Regions from separate parts of the Hordeum vulgare genome. Here region 1 is linked to region 2. Evidence: chromatin contacts called from public Hi-C data. All regions are on one chromosome and are shown on one strand. Each heading gives the region's core, a stretch centred on a gene start, on an enhancer-like site or on the middle of the called end of the contact. The rest is flanking DNA. Distances are from core to core; before and after follow the strand shown. Region 1 holds the start of LOC123440933 (L-type lectin-domain containing receptor kinase IX.1-like). Region 2 holds the start of LOC123445486 (BTB/POZ domain and ankyrin repeat-containing protein NPR5-like).

The links. Hi-C and Micro-C count contacts between places; a contact is called where the count stands out from the background.
Region 1: a Hi-C map of leaf shows a contact between it and region 2, with 2.1 times the contacts expected there. The contact joins the promoter of LOC123440933 here to the promoter of LOC123445486 in region 2. A contact is called at or near these places in 3 of 6 Hi-C or Micro-C datasets (leaf and seedling).

The regions. Positions count from the first base shown.
Region 1 is chr3H:596,320,272-596,322,975 of MorexV3_pseudomolecules_assembly, reverse strand. It overlaps LOC123440933 (L-type lectin-domain containing receptor kinase IX.1-like), which reads left to right and starts at 1,389. Exons shown (of 3, transcript XM_045117470.1): 1 at 1,389-2,288; 2 at 2,406-2,704. The coding sequence starts at 1,459. LOC123445488 (protein OSB2, chloroplastic-like) reads left to right here. Exons shown (of 8, transcript XM_045122475.1): 7 at 512-573; 8 at 658-1,075. The coding sequence ends at 816.
Region 2 is chr3H:595,908,020-595,910,719 of MorexV3_pseudomolecules_assembly, reverse strand. LOC123445486 (BTB/POZ domain and ankyrin repeat-containing protein NPR5-like) reads left to right here and starts at 1,292. Exons shown (of 2, transcript XM_045122474.1): 1 at 1,292-2,273. The coding sequence starts at 1,728.

The DNA.
Region 1 (2,704 bases), core at 140-2,639, 410 kb before region 2:
TAACTAACTTTTCTTCTATACTTGTGTTTTTGTGATGTGTTCTTTTTTGAGTTTCTATAAATACCGTCATGCATTTCTTGGTTCCTTAACCACATGCAGTGCCTCTTTGTTTCTATGGATTTTCAATGTTTTGTTTGAGGATTCTAATCAGTACAAACTTTTCCTACAAGGCCTGTTCGGTTCATAGAAAACAATATGGATTTTCCTTGGCATTTATTTGCACTGGATTTCACAGGAATTTTTCATCCACTCCAATCTGTTGGAAACATTCCTACGTTTTTCCTATGCACAATCAAACATCCATCAACCATGTAGTATCCATGACACTCTAATCTCGCGTTTTGGAAATCGTGCAAATCAAGGAGGTTATATCGCTTACAATGGCCATGTTTCTTGAACTGTGTTTTGGCCAGTCTTTCTAGCGGAACCTGCATATTCTTCTAGTCGGTAGTTTGAGCCTCACAGCCTGTGAGCATCTCTTTGCTGATGACCTGCGTAACATTGCTTTCAGCGGAATCGTGGCAGAATCTGGTGGAAAGTCCTCAAAGCTGGTGGGACAACCGAGTAGACAAGGTGAGCCTCGGAACATTTCGTCATGATTTATTTTTCCTTCCCTCAGCTGGTCCTAACGATTGTTCTATCTCCTTTGAAATTCAGAGGTCACCTAAAGCCCCCGACTTCAAGCACAAAGACACCGGCGAGGCTCTATGGTTGAGTCCCAGGACACCAAGTTGGGTTACAGATGCGCTGCCGCCGGTGAAAGGAGGTAGCAAAGGGGGAGGGGCAGGTAGAAGGCCGGAGACCCTACTCTCTTGACCTGTCTGAGGTGGCCTACGCTGTGCGATGTGCGTTGCCTCAGCTCTATTCTTTTGCTAAATATATTCAGGCTGTCTCTGTTCTGCTAACTTATGCGAGTCCGGTAGAGACCACGCAAGATTAAAGAAAAAAAAAAATCTCTGCCTTAACCTCCAGCGCTGTCACTGATGCCCATGTGGGTTGGGCTGGGTTGGGCCTTAGTAATGCTATGCGAGGATGTAAATAGCATTTCCAAGTCGATGATACCTATGCCGCTTCATACGTCTGTCCCCCTTGCACTGCTTTGAGTTTCATGGCTGTGCTTTCAGCAAAATTACATGGTAGTAAAGTGGGCCTTGGGCGTCGCCCGGGAAACTTAAGCGGGCTGTGTGTCATTCGGCCTCACAGATTTTGACACGGGATAAAGCCCAAACAAGGAAACGAACATGGTATGCCTCGGAGACTTAGTCCGATGGAACATAGTAGCACTACTCCGCATATAAGACTTGGTCCGATAGATTATCACCTAGGAGATTCAGCAGAAAGATTTGGCTCATTAACAACCCCATTCTGTCTAACGGACGTTACTAGGGGCCATTTCGTCGAGATGAGGAGCTATATAGGACGATTTTGTTGGCGAGCTTCCAAACAACGCCGCAGCAAATGGCTGCTGCCGTGAGCTTCTCCTACCAAATACACATCTTCATGCTCCTCCTCTGCTACTCCATATGGTCTCTGCACCTGCCTCGTGCTACCCTCTCGATTTCTTTCAGCCCCGACTTGTCCGATCCCGACTACGACGCCCAAGACTTCTTTTTCCAGGGTGACGCATACTACGACACCCAGTCTCACATGATCCAGCTCACGAGAAACGGCGTGGGTCGAGACAACCGGAACAGCGTAGGGCGGGCGTACCTCGCGACGCCCGTGCCGCTGTGGGACACCGTCACCGGCGAGCTCGCCCGCTTCACCACCTCCTTCACTTTCCAAATCCCGCCAAGCAATGACACTGGCGATGGCTTGACGTTCTTCCTTGGGCATTATCCTCCGCCGAGCATTCCCAATGTCAAACGCGACATGGGCGGCGGGAACCTCGGCCTCTTCAACACAACCGCTGGCACGGTCGCGACCGGCGACGACCGAGTCGTGGCGGTTGAGTTTGATACGTACTTCAACTTTGGCATCGACCACAGCGGCAGCCACATGGGCATCGACGTCAATTCCATCGTCTCCCAGGAGTACACCAACGCGGACGTGCCTGACAGGAACCTGACGTCTGGCTTCCTGATGAGTTGCGATATCAGCTACGGCAACGACACGAAATTACTGGCTGCCGTTCTCCAGATCGGCGACGTGACTTACCGTGTCAACACGACTGTTGACCTGAGGCAGGCCTTGCCCAATGTGGTGGCCATCGGCTTCTCAGGTGCCACTGGTTTGGCCGTCGAGTTACACCAAATAATGTCATGGTCATTTAACTCCACCTTGGATCCGCGAGCCGCGCCTGCGCCTGCGCCTGCGCCCGCGCTCGCACCGACGGGCTCCGAGATTTCGCCGCCTGCACCGACGACCTCCGAGCCCCCGCCGCCGTGGCGGCCTACGCTGAAGAGCCCCAGGGTTCCGCCGCCTGCGAGGCAGAACCTGTCGAAACTGGCAGTAGAGGTGACTGGACCGTTTATTGGAGTTATTATTGCAATCGTGTGCGTCTTTGTTGGCGTCCATCAATGGCAGCTATACACGAGGAAGAAGCGATGCAGAGCTCTCGCCAGGGGCCTCGGGCACATTGATTACCATAAGCTGGCGCGCGCGGCCAACAACTTCGCCGAGGAAACCAGGCTCGGGCAAGGAGGTTCCGCCTTCGTTTACAGGGGCCAACTGACAAGCCCAAGCAGACCGGTGGCGATAAAGA
Region 2 (2,700 bases), core at 43-2,542:
GTTTGTTGCTTTGTCATACAAAGCGGGGGTAAACCCTTTTTCGGCTAGGGTTATGACATGCAAGCGACTTGGAAAGACGAGGAGGACGTAGGAGGCTATGACATCTCTGTAGGTGGCATAACGATAACCTAGTTTGGGACGGAGGGCGGGGATAAGTGGCACCCTGCATGAATATAATAAATGTAAAATGTTGAAATTCTAATACGATCAAATCACTTACTACTCCTACTAGCCATGGAGACGACGTCTATCTCTTACTCAAGTGAGACTTAACTAATTCGCATTTTATTTACAATTTTTTTAATGTAAAACAAAAAGAAATGTGTTTATGTAATTGTTCATCTAGCTAGTACAAAAACGGACAGAGAATTAATTCTTAGTTTTGTTTACACATATGCTCACACAAATTAAAAATATATATTGGTGGTGATGTAATAAATGAAAAAAATCTTGGTTTCATTTGCACCAGTTATAAAGTAAAATTTTGAGGTTGCAATGGCTCTATGAAGGGTATAATTTGGAGTTTACACTATTTGTAGGGCAGCGCATGGACAGGAATTTTTGGAACATGGTTTCATGCGCACCAGTTAGAACAGTAGATAAAAACATACTAGAAGAAAATCAAGCAATTCTTAAATTCTAGGTTATGAAAGTTGATCGTCATTCTGCTAACGTGTGAAGATTCTTGAATAAATGATACCCATGATCCTTGAATAACGTCAGGATTGTATTATCTTCCCTAAGAATAACATGGGTGTCATGCATTTCTTCGCAAAACTGCACACGTTAGAAGAATGGCAACCAAGTTTGATGCTTCGAAATGTCAGATTTTTTTTCCTAGTAGTTTTTTCTCTCTCAATTTTTGCTGCTAACACGGGTGCGTGTGGAACTATGTTCACCTTGGTATTTTCGGACGGGGCATGGTGTAACCCAACACCGTAGCCTTAATTCATGTAAAGGCAGACATGCATCGTCTTTAATTTAGCTCTGCTCTCCAAGGCAAGCAGACACTTCAATCACACATGATTTATGGCTTGCATCAGTCAAAGCATGGCACACTTAATTTTCCCCCACCCCAATTGGAGGGGGGGCTCCCACTCTCTCTGGGTCCAAATTTTTCCGGGCCCCTGAAGTGTAGACACATACATGCTCTGTTTGGCATATATGTACGGTTAATTTCGCCCCTCCCATTTTAATCCCACCAATTATTCATGCATGTCCCCAGCCAGCCACCCATATTGCCCTCCCTCCCTCCCCCCAACACAGGCCCAAAAAAATCTCAAGCCTCCATATAACCTTTGGAGACAGAGAGAGAGAGGGGCACCAGCACGAGCACCCGTCGAAAAATACTGCATAAATAAAGGGGAGAAAGGGAGAGAGAGAGAGACAGAAGTGAAGAGGGGAGAGAAGAAGAAGTGGTCACTGCAGACAGAAGAGAAGATCAAAAGAGATCGGGCGATGCAGCACGAGATTGGAGGGCAACAACAAGCGCAGCAGCAGCAGCAGCAGCAGCAGCAGCCGGCAGAAGGGGCAGACGAGCGAAGCAGCCAGCAGCGCCAACGGCTTCTTCCACTCCTCTCCCTCGAGCTCCAGCTGCAGCTCTAGCTCGATCTGATTCATCCAGCTTCTTCTTCCTCCTCTCCCTCTCTCCGAATTGACTGATAGAGGGAGGAGGAGGAGGAGGAGGATTAGCGAGAAGCTGGTGCGGCGCGGCGCGGCGGGCGGCCATGGACGACACCTTCAAGTCGCTCTCCATGGACTACCTCAACCTGCTCATCAACGGCCAGGCCTTCAGCGACGTGACGTTCAGCGTGGAGGGCCGGCTGGTGCACGCGCACCGCTGCATCCTCGCCGCGCGCAGCCTCTTCTTCCGCAAGTTCTTCTGCGGCGCCGCGGCGGACCAGGCCGCGGCCGCGGCCGCAGCCGGCTCCCCCGGCGCGGTGCTCATGGACCACCTCAGCCCGCGCTCGCCCTCCGGTGCATCCGCCTCCTCCCCGCGCGGCGCCGGAGGCTCCGGCTCGGCCTCCGCGGCGGCCATGGCGCCGGGAGCGGTGATACCCGTGAACTCGGTGAGCTACGAGGTGTTCCTGCTGGTGCTCCAGTTCCTGTACAGCGGGCAGGTGTCGCTGGTGCCGCAGAAGGGGGAGCCCAGGCCCGGGTGCGGCGAGCGCGGCTGCTGGCACACCCACTGCGCAGCCGCCGTCGACCTGGCCCTCGACACCCTCACCGTCGCCCGCTCCTTCGGCGTCGAGGAGCTCGCCCTCCTCACCCAGGTAATTAATTAGTTACATGCTCTCCCTAATTAATCCCCAATTCTCAATTCTTGCTCACCGCCCCATCTCTTTTTCCCCATGAACAAAAAAATCAAGAAAGTTCCAATCTCTCTCTCTCTCCTGGGGCTGGGTGGGGATCGATCGCCGATTGTGGGGATCAAGATGGGGTTGGTTATGTTGGGATCGGCGAGCATTCTGATCTCTGCAGCAGCATTGATTTGATCTCTGTCCGTACCTTTTTAAACCAAGTTATACTCGACTGTGTAGCGCAGTATGTCGTCGACGTCGTCGTCGTCGTCGCCGTCGACCCGTCGTGTCGTCTGCAGGCAGCGCGCGCACGCGTGCGTGCGTGCGTATATGCATATGCATACGTACGTGCGCGCTTTCTTCCTCCTCCTGCCGCCTGCCTGCCTGCCTGCCCGCCGCT